Linked DNA regions of Mus musculus: region 2 is linked to region 1. Evidence: chromatin contacts called from public HiChIP or PLAC-seq data. All regions are on one chromosome and are shown on one strand. Each heading gives the region's core, a stretch centred on a gene start, on an enhancer-like site or on the middle of the called end of the contact. The rest is flanking DNA. Distances are from core to core; before and after follow the strand shown. Region 1 overlaps Mm2pr (macrophage M2 polarization regulator). Region 2 overlaps Gm38753 (a long non-coding RNA gene).

Region 1 (5,539 bases), core at 1,645-4,144:
CAAATAAAGAGTATGCATTCACATCTGTGCCCAATACAGAAATGTGAACAAGCTAAGATTGTCTCAGAGAGCTGCTTCATCGAAGAGAACCACGGGGAGGGTCTCTTTGCCTAAATGAGCCATGACATTATGGCTCCTGGAAAAGGCCTCTTCTCTTCTCCCGCTCCTCCCCCACTGGATCTCAACAAGACCTGAATCCTGCCAGTGTCCCCGGCTCTGCTTTCCCTACCAGCCGTCTCACACCCTTCTGATGCCTACCCCTGAGCCAGCGTCTTGGTGGTGTCCAGACACTGCTGCTGGAGAGGCAGAACACAGGACCACAAAACAAAACAAAACAAAGAACAACAAAACCAAACAAACACTCCAACCAACCAACCAAAACAATAAAAACCTTTATGTTTACTTGTAGTGGGAAATATTAAAAAATGGACTGACAGACAGACCACATGGCTCCAGCTGGGTGATCTCAACTTGGTGGTCTCTCTGGGACGGAGCTCCCAAGTCCGTTGGTGGATCTCTGCCGCTAGCCCCATGCGATGACCATCCACCCCATGGTCAGCCACCACAATACCCATTTACCCGGTAGAAACAAAATTCTAGAAGCTTATAATTAACCAATCAGATTTATGTGTCAATAAATTCTCAATTTACAAGATGCCAATACAATAATTTCAGACCAACTGATAATGATAAAAGCTTTATCCCAAATATTCTAACCTTATGATATCATAACTACCTGTGGCTGGCTAAAGCCATGCTGGTTCACATCCGCCTCCATCCTGGCCTTCCTCCCCTCTCCTCGGACGCTCCCTGTCTCTGTAGCTCTTAGTTCCGCCTCCCTTTTCCCTGTCCAATCACAGGCCTCTTGCTGCCCTAATATTTTTAGTGTGATTGGACAGGGAAAATCCTGTCACATTTACTGAACACCTCCTGGTATCTAAGGGGTTTAGTCAATATTTTTCCAATTGCGCGAGGTAGCAGTTTTTCTTTTATGGTGCTAGGAACTGAGCCTGGAGCCTTGTGCAAGCTAAGCAGGTGCTATACCTATGAGCTACATTACCAGCATGAGGCTGTATTTGTTGTTGTTGCTTTGTTTTGAGACAGGGTTTCTCTGTGTAGTCCTGGCTATCTTAGAAAAACAGTATCTTTTTTAAAAAATGATTTTTAGATCGATTTTTCAGTGTTTGCCTGCACACACACACACACACACACACATATATATATAAAATGCAAATATATATACATATACACACACACATATATATACACATACATATATATACACACACATATATATACATAAACACACATACACACACACACACACACACACACACACACACACACATATATATATATATATATATATATCCACTGTGCACTGCCATGACCTTGGCGGTCAGGAGAGTGTCAGTTCCCCTGGAACCAGTTATGGATGGCTGTGAGCTACCACGTGAGTGCTGAAAACTAAAGTTCAGGCCTTCTATGAGGACAGCCTGTACATCCTGAGCCATCTCTCCCAGCCCGGGATTTTTTAATTCTCATTTTGTAGCAGAGCAATGATGAGAGAGAGACTCATCAGAGAAACGAGGTTTGGGTTCCCTGTAGGTGCGCCATTTAACTCGGGTTCTTCGACTATAAAACAAGAATAATAATAGGCCTGCTTATGGGGCTGCTGGGAAATGGTGTCTACAAAGAGTGGGGCGTCATTTGGCTGGCTCATAGCAAAGCTCGAATGCTGGAGGAGAGCAGGGGCTGCCTTTATTCTCCTAGTCCAGAGACACCAGGAGGCTCCTGACCTCTCTGACCCCAAAGCCCCATTACTCATCACTTCACCATGCCTTCCTGAGTATCTTTCCTTCCCTTGCTGTTTTCCATGACTCTTGGAAAGATCTAGAAGTACCTGGCACTGTTTGGTGTCAGTATCTCAGATCACAATCAGCTGAAGTCTCTGCCACCATTGGCTGTTCATTTCTGGCCTTAGTGTTTGCAACAGGGCCGGCTGCTGTTCTCTTATTGGGACTGGGAACTGGCCTTTTTAATCTGTAGCCTGCGCTGTTATGGTTGGATGCTCGAGGGTCCCCCACCGGGTACAGGGACCAAGGTGGCTGTGGATTGGTTGCCCTCTTTCTCTCCAGGGAACTGGGAGGTAGTGAGCCAAGGGAGGAAGCCAGGCTCTGGAGAGGCAGCTGGGGAGGCCAGGGCTTGGCCTCTGGGGGTCCATTCTGAGTGATTTTGTTTTGTTGTTTTGTTTTGTTTCTTAGAGAGAGGAAAGCACGGTCAGAGATGAGGCCATGGTCAGAACCCTTAGCCTTCTTTCATCTTGCCCTTCAGCTAGAGAGGAAAGAACCCTTCTGTTTCCTCCAGTGGAAGGCTGCTCCCCTCCCCCAGGGTAGCCTTAGGCCAGGGAAGGAGTGCCAGCCTCAGGGGTCCCCTGGCTGCATGCAAAGCATAGGGTGAGGTCAGGCAAGGCTGTTTGTGTACCTAACCTTCCCCAGAGTTAGTGTCACCGTGACTTCAGGCCAGCAGATCTGAACCTCAAATGGAACAGAAGGCTCTGATGATACACTGTGACATAGGAGGGATGGGAAGGGAGCCAGGCAAGTTAACTGTAACTCAGCCGGACCCTGTGCCTGGCAGTACGCTGACCCGACATGTCCAGCTTTAAAAAGCTTAAGTTTTTTACCCTCCAGCAACAGATGCCTTCTGTAGACTCCAAACCTGCCCACTCCCCCAGTACCATTTCCTCAACGGAGAGTAACTGAAAAGCAAGCGGGGTACCGCTAATTTTTGGTTTCATTTAAAGCAGACAGCGGTTGGAGTTTATGTGTAACCTTACACTGGAACAGGCAACTGTTGGTAGAGGTGCACCCTTCTGCAGTCTCATGATCCTGAGCTGAGGGCTCAGTGTGCTGCAGTGTGGCGAGCCTTCCCGCAGATGGCTGTGAGGACAGATGCTGGACCACTGAGCCTCTCCCTCTGCCTCTCTCTCTCTCTCTCTCTCTCTCTCTCTCTCTCTCTCTCTCTCTCTCTCTCCCCCAACCACTACCTACCCAGTAAAGCAGCAAGGAAAGCTCTCCCACATAATTAGGAACACAGGGAGGCACTCCCAGCCCTCAGCTTCCCTTCTAAAGAACGGACAGAATATAAACATTGAGGTGTGGGACAGAGAAACTGTACTAACCCACCAAAGGGTTAGTCTATGGTGTTTCCTCTCTTTTTGTTTGCTTGTTCTGTTTTTTTTTTTGGTTTCGAAGACAGGGTTTTTCTGTGCAGCTCTGACTGTCCTGGAACTTGCTCTGTAGACCAGGCTAGCCTTGAACTTGGAGACTTGCCTGCCTCTGCCTCACGAGTGCTGGGATTAAAGGCTAAAGGCGAGCGCTACCACCGCTGCTGGCTGTGTTTCCTCAGTTTTAACTGCGTTGCACTTTGTAAGGTTATGCTGGCTGCCAGAGACTGGTCAGAACCGATCATGAAGTTACACAAATACTTGTCTACTTAATACGGGAAATGGCGGGGCCGATGAGAAGGGCAGAGAGTAAACGCGCTTGCTGTGAAGGCTTGACGACCTAAATTCAGTCCTCAGGACCCCCATACTACGGAGCGTTGTCCCTACGACCTCCACACAGATCACACATGCACATCTCAGACACACATTGTTAAGTTTGTTTATTTTTTCTTTAAAAGGGAAGTAGAAACAGCGAACTAAGGGACTGCACACTTGCACGACAGGTGCAGTTGTGAATCGGTAGGGTATTTATGTTTAAAACTTTGTGGTGGAGAGACGGCTCTGCCAGCTGCTGCTCTCACAGAAGGCCTAGTTTCAATTCCCAGCATCTCCATGGTGACTCACAGCTGTCTTTAACTCCAGTTCCAAGTGATCTGATGCCCTCTTCGTTCTGTCTGCGGCACACAGACCTATATGCAGGTAAACACTCATGAAATAAAAATTAATCTTTAAAAGAATGGTGTTCGGGGCTGGAGAGATGGCTCAGCAGTTAAGAGCATTGTTTGCTCTTTGAAGGTTCTGGGTTCAATTCCCAGCCACATGGTGGTTCGCAACCATCGATACTGGGATCTGATACCCTCTGCTGGCATGCAGATGTCCAAGCAGTTGGAGCACCTATATATTAATTAATTAATTAATTAAACCCTAAAAAATGTTGATCTGATAGCATTGCCTATGCAACATGTAAGCATACTCAGATTTTTGGATGCATATAATGGCCTAAAGATGGCCACAGTGGTAATCTCAAGAAAGTGGGTGTATTAGGGTTTCTATTGCCATGACAATAAAAAGAGAAAAAAGAAAAAAAGAGAAAGAAAGAAGATAGAAAGTGGGCTCAGTGGTTAAGATCACTGATTGCTCTTCCAGAGGTCCTGAGTTCAATTCCCAGCAACCACATGGTGGCTCACAACCATCTGTAATGGGATCCGATGCCCTCTTCTGGTGTGTCTGAAGACAGCTACACTGCACTCACATACATGAAATAAATAAATAAATCTTTAATAAAAAAAATAGAAGATAGAAAATAAAAGAAAAAAAGAAACATGGAAGAAGGAAGGAAGGAAGGGAGGGAGGGAGGGAGGAAGGAAGGAAGGAAGGAAGGAAGGAAGGAAGGAAGGAAGGAAGGGGCTTAATCTCAGTTTGCAGGCTCAAATAACATCCCATCAGCACGGGAAGACAAGGAACCTGGAGGCAGGCACCGAAGCACAGAGGCACGGAGGAAGCTGCTAACTGGCTCGCTCCCCAGGACTTTCTTCATACCACCCAGGAACACCTGCCTAGGGATGGCGCCACCCACAGTGGACCTGGCCCTCCCATGTTAATCATCAATAAAACCAACCTGGTAGAATATTTTCTTAATGAAGTTCCCCTTCCCAAATGACTCCAGCATGTGTCAAGTTGATATAAAACTAGACAGCTCATTAAAGCTTTTAGACTTCTGTATTATATATATAAAAAAAAGTAAATGTTTTATACTGCATCTACTTGGATTTCAGGGAAATACATAGCTTTTATAAATTGAGGGAAATCCACCATAACATTTCTTGCTCTGTGTTTTCTTATCAATAGTAATTATCTTTTTTTTTTTTTGGTTTCCATTTGCTTAGATTTCTAAACACTGTCCATCAGTAGAGCCTCGAGAAGAGCCTTCCCTTTCCACGGACATCGGACACCTCACAGAAGCTCCCTGGTACCCTGTGCCATCCAATACAGATCACCACCAAGCCTCTTACCACCATGTTAAAAAACCTTTTCCTTTTCTGTCTTCAAGACCCTTTGAATGCCCTCTTATTTTGGTGATATGTCTTTGAGAAACTTCCTCAGAAATGGTGGCAAATTTTTACTGTCTCTTACAAAATACCCTTATTTTACTGCCCCCTTGGTAGGACAGGAATAACTGTCCTAACTTGCAAAAGTTACAGGTATTTCTCTCAGGTAAATCTTTTAGTTTCCAATATCTATATCTATATCTATATCTATATCTATATCTATATCTATCTATCTCTCTATATGTAAGTTTCTAAGTCATTC
Region 2 (5,539 bases), core at 1,125-3,624, 240 kb after region 1:
CTATATGACCAGTTTTTACGACTCTCTCAATGAGGTCTCATGGTTATGTATTCCAGAACAGGTAGACCCTGGCCTCAAGCTGGTTCTAACACCTACAGTTCTCAATTGTGACAATTTCTGGGGGTTTTGAGCCTGCTTTAACCTTACCAGGTCTTCTGTCTAGTGGGATGTTCCACCCAACCCACAGGTCCCTCTGATAACACTGGTATTAGCTCAATGAGAACATTGCTTTTGATGTGGCTGAAGGTTTTGAAGGTACTCAGAGAAAAGGAAGTATGGAATATTCTCTCTGTCCCCCTTTCCTGCTTTCTGTAAATGCTATCAGTCTTGTGTCTTCCATTTTGCTCTATCATGTCCAATAGCTCAAGTGAAAAGGTCACTTTCTGTTGGGGGAAGAGAGGTTGCAACCTGTCACTTCTCAGAAGACTGTGAGAGATTCAGCTGGTACCTCTTTGGGAGGGTGTGCTGCAAGCTTTTGTATTGCAGGCTGTGGGAGGCCCAGTGCTGTCTGTCTGTCTGTCTGTCTGTCTGCCTGCCTGCCTAACCATCCATCCATCCATCCATCCATCCATCCATCCATCCATCCATCTATCTATCTATCTATCTATCTATCTATCTATCTATCAATCTGTGTGTGGATGTTTTACCTACATGTATTTATATGTATTATATGCATGCAGTACTTTGGAAGAACAGAAGAGGGCACTAGGTCCCCTGGAACTGAAGTTACAGGATGGTTGTGAGCCTCCACTTGGGGTGGGTGCTGGGATGGATCCTCTTCCAGAGTAGCAAGTGCTTTAAATCAATAAGTTATCTCTCCATCCTCCGTTTTCTGGGCTGGGAAGATTGCTTAATTAGTGAAATGCTTTGCTTGTAATCAGGAGGACTTGAGATGTCCAGAAACAGTGTTAGAAGATCGGCTGTGGTGGTGCATGCTTGTAATCCCAGAGCTGGGGAGGGAGAGGAGGAGAATCATGGGACTTGTTAGCCAGATGGGTTAGCCTAATTGATAGGCTCCAGGCCAGAAAGAAACCACACCCAAAAAGAGGTGGACAGCATTTCTGAAGATGACACCTAGGGTTGTTCTCTAGCCTCAACACACACACGCACACGCACATGCACACACACAGAACCCTCTTGACCCAACACCTGGATGCAGAACCTGCTGCTGACCCCATCTATTTGGAGGACCCCTCCCGCTCCCAAACAAAGCCCTCAGTGATTCTGATGGTAGATCTGGGCTGGTGGCTCTGCGAGGTGTTTAGCTCACACTCTCAGGCAGGGATGTGCATTCTACTGCCATGTTGTCTCCACTCTTCTTCCATGGTGGGCGCTGGCTTCACTTTCCACCCATTTCTCTGCAGCCACACTGGTCCTGGGTTATTGTGAGGAAGGCAGAAACAGACCCGGTTTTATAGAGTGATGCACCTGCCAGGAGTAGATGATAGGTCCCCTGCTCAGATTACAAGGGTGAGTTCCTTTATTCTGAAATAGGCCCAAAAATCTTCAGTTCAGTTTTCTCCTTTCTTTCAACAAGCTCTATTCCAGCATAAGCTATTATTATTACTGGAGTTAAGTAATAATGAGTAATGAGGGCTGGTGAGATGGCTCAGTGGTTAAGAGCACTGACTGCTCTTCTGAAGGTCATGAGTTCAAATCCAAGCAACCACATGGTGTCTAATAATAATAGTAATAATAATAATAATAATGATGATGATGATGATAACCTATGAACCAGAGCGAGCAGTGGCCCAGAGCATGTGGAGCCAGAGCAAGAGGGAGTAGGGAAAAGGGGGGAGGGGATGAGTAATGAGAGTCTCTTGGTGTTTTATGGGGTCTCAGATCTTCTTCTAGAGGCCTTTGAATGTGCCCTGTGCATTTAGACCCCTTAGAATGGGCCCTAGTGGATCTGACAGCTCCCACCATTCTTGGTACTTACATTCCTGTGTGTGTTCCCCAGCTGCCAGTGTTTGCACAAGGTGGCCACGAGAACCACAGGCCTGCTGAGAGGATCCAGGGAAGGGGGCCTGAGCTCTGAGTTTCAACCTATGTGCCCCATCTTTTACATGGCTGTACAATCTTCATCGCTATAATCCCTTCCTTGATGGAGACAGAAGCAACATGTGCACACCTTCTAAGGTCCGTATGACAAGTGGAGGTGTGATTATTCTAGAGTTCCCTCTGGGGAGCCAGGGAGTTCATCAGGCTTGGTTGGAGTGCACTGAGAGAGGGGTTATGAGCAAGAACACTGGTGGTCTTAAGGCAGCCGCACTGGAAGGTCTCCCATGGCCACAAAGGCAGAGCCCGGCTCCTCGAGCCTCTCCCCACATTATACTCTAGCTCCTCCTCCTCAAGAACCCGCTTTCAATAAGAGCAGAATTGCATACAGCTGGTGGGAGGAGAGGAGGTGACTGGATACGTGACCTTCCCTTCCCCTCCATCCTAGTCACTGTTCTATCGCTGTGAGGACACACCACATCCAGGGCAACTCTTAGAAATGCAATAATTTAATTGGGGTCTTGCCTGTAGCTTCAGAGGCTTAGTCCGTTGTCGTTACAGCAGGAAATGTGGTGGTAAGCATGGCAGGCAGGCATGGTGCTGGAGAAGGAGCTGAGAGCTATATCCTGACCCGAACACACACACACACACACACACACACACACACACACACACACACACCACACACACACACACACACACACACACACACACACACCAAACACACACACACACACACCAAACACACACACACACACACACACACACCACACACACACACACACACACACACCACACACACACACACACACACCACACACACACACACACACCACACACACACACACACCACACACACACACACACACACACACACCACACACACACACACACACACCACACACACACACATACACACACACACCACACACACACACACACACACACACCACACACACACACACACACACACCACACACACACACACACACACACCACACACACACACACACACACCACACACACACACACACACACACACACCACACACACACACACACACACACCACACACACACACACACACACCACACACACACACACACACATATACACACACCACACACACACACACACACACACACACACACACAAACACACACCACACACACACACACACACACACACACACACACACAGATGGGGGTGGTGGTCAGTCTGCCATGAGCTTTTGAAACTTCAAAGCTCATCCCCAGTGTCACACTTCTAAAACGGCCATGCCTATGGTCTTAGTTAGGGTTTTACTGCAATGAACAGACACCATGACCCAAGCAACTCTTATAAGGACAACATTTAATTGGGGCTGGCTTACAGGTTCAGAGGTTCAGTCCATTATTATCAAGGCGGGAACATGGCAGTATCCAGGCAGGCATGGCACAGAAGGAGTTGAGAGTTCTGCATCTTCATCTGAAGACAACTAGTAGAAGACTGGCTTCCAGGTGGCTAAGATGAGGGTCATAAGCCCACGCCCATAGTGGCACACCCACTCCAACAAGACCACACCCACTCCAACAAAGCCACACCTACTCCAACAAGGCCACACCTCATAACAGTGCCACTCCCTGGCCCAAGCAGATATAAACCATCCCACCTCCTAATCCTTCTAATCCTTTCAAATAGCGCCACTCTCTGCTGACTAAAGCATTCAAATATATGATCCTATGAGAGCCATCTTATTCAAACCATCACACCCTTCACACCCTCCTTCTACAAAGGAATAGCAACAGCCAACAAGCTCAGTTGTGATGCTCTTTGGCAAGAAAGCACGGCTGATCTGATGAAGCTGGTAGCAGTCCAGCTTGAAGGATAGTCCTGAACTGTAAGTGACCACAAGCATTAATAGGCAGTAGAGTTATTGTAAATCCACCTCACAAAACACTATTCCAAGGTCCCAAATTGGACCTAGGGTGGCTTCTTCCAGCCATGGAGCTAACATGCCCAGGGAAAGGGGCTTTGGGGAGCTTTTCAGCACATACATGGAGAAAGAGTGAGGCATAAGTCCTCTGGGCCAAGACAGGCTCTGTGTTAGGTACCCTCTGCCTCCTTGGCCTCTGCATCAAGCCCATTGGGCAGTGCACACCTGTTGAAGGAGAAATGATTGTGACAGGGACACCATGCATTTTCCCTCGGATCTCTATCCCTCCTGTGGCTTCTCTTCCCTCCATAGGGACAAGGGATGATTCTGGCAGCTGAGATAAGGTATGCATCTCAGGAAGGAATCAAGGTTGTTGCCCTCATTGGACACTTCCAATAGGGTTCACTGTGACTCCTTTTGGAGTGTCCTGATGCCACTGCACACTGGGCTGGAGGGATGAAGTGGAGTCTGTAATGGGTGAGGTCTACAGGATCCTGAAGCAGCTGGGAGTGAGTGCCGGAGGGGGCATGGGAGCATGGGATTCGGGGGCATGGGGGCGCGGGGGCACGGGGGTGTGGGGCCCAGGGAGGCTTTCTCTGATGACTTTAGTGTTACAGCTCTTTTAGACGAAGGCCTTCTTCGATAATCTTCACTGAAACAGCTCTCTGAGCCGATCTTAGCTTGTGCACATACCTTTATTGAGGATGAACTTGTACACATACACTTTATTTGGGGTGAACCAAAAGCTATATATATGAACCTTGGGGAGTGGGAAGGGGTTCTTCTTAGGGTGAAGTTTCATTGACTGAGGCTTAAGGTGCTGGGGAATACCTCATTTGCATGGAGAGGAATTCCAGGAAGTTGAATCTGTGATTCCACCAGGGATTATGTGACATTCCCCAGGGAGACCATGGGTTGGGTTCCCCAGATCAGACAGAGAAGAGGAAAGCCCCACTATGAAGAGGGAGCCCTCCATTTTGTGCCAAGCTCAGGAAAGCTGTCCGGACATCATAGACCACAATCTTAGCAAAGTAAGGCAGCTATTCAGCTACCTGTGTGCTGTTCTTACTCTGCCCTCTAAGGTGGGCAGACCCCTTTCCTCTCAGTTTCCTGTAAAAATTCTTCATACATCTGGTGATGGACCTGGGAGCAGGGTGTGTGGTGAGAACTTCGAAGCACCGCATCTTCCATGTGCTCTCATTGGTCCTCTGTAGAGATTGACACACAGGCATCAAGAGCAAATGAGACTCAGAACAACGCCTTGATAATAATGGACCGAACCTCTGAACCTGTAAGCCAGCCCCAATTAAATGTTGTCCTTATAAGAGTTGTTTGGGTCATGGTGTCTGTTCATTGCAGTAAAACCCTAACTAAGACCAAAGGCATGGCCGTTTTAGAAGAAGTGTGACGCTGGGGATGAGCTTTGAAGTTTCAAAAGCTCATGGCAGACTGACCACCACCCCCATCTGTGTGTGTGTGTGTGTGTGTGTGTGTGTTCGGGTCAGGATATAGCTCTCAGCTCCTTCTCCAGCACCATGCCTGCCTGCCATGCTTACCACCACATTTCCTGCTGTAACGACAACGGACTAAGCCTCTGAAGCTACAGGCAAACAGCTGGTTTGATTGT

What was found. HiChIP or PLAC-seq counts read pairs in DNA pulled down with a chosen protein or histone mark.
Region 2: a contact with region 1 is called in an H3K27ac HiChIP or PLAC-seq map of double positive thymocytes, with 5 read pairs. The contact joins two enhancer-like sites. A contact is called at or near these places in 4 of 39 promoter capture datasets (the 3T3-L1 cell line, hippocampal neurons, liver and 1 more), 1 of 15 datasets of contacts at CTCF or cohesin (the NIH/3T3 cell line), 3 of 484 Hi-C or Micro-C datasets (bone marrow-derived macrophages, double positive thymocytes and nephron progenitors) and 2 of 115 datasets of contacts at active chromatin or transcription factors (double positive thymocytes and regulatory T cell precursor).

The regions. Positions count from the first base shown.
Region 1 is chr5:149,115,912-149,121,450 of GRCm38.p6, forward strand. Mm2pr (macrophage M2 polarization regulator) reads right to left here. Exons shown (of 3, transcript NR_015478.2): 3 at 3,654-3,918. Among named protein-coding and RNA genes, the nearest start is that of Gm42788, 26 kb to the right of the region's middle. Within about 2 kb of position 2,895, at least 41 of the 459 cell types and tissues checked have an H3K27ac peak or open chromatin away from gene starts, as enhancers often do. A contact at or near this core is called in double positive thymocytes, where this site is marked.
Region 2 is chr5:149,356,452-149,361,990 of GRCm38.p6, forward strand. Gm38753 (a long non-coding RNA gene) reads right to left here. Exons shown (of 3, transcript XR_868733.3): 3 at 4,566-5,120. Among named protein-coding and RNA genes, the nearest start is that of Gm38753, 8.3 kb to the right of the region's middle. Within about 2 kb of position 2,375, at least 3 of the 459 cell types and tissues checked have an H3K27ac peak or open chromatin away from gene starts, as enhancers often do. A contact at or near this core is called in double positive thymocytes, where this site is marked.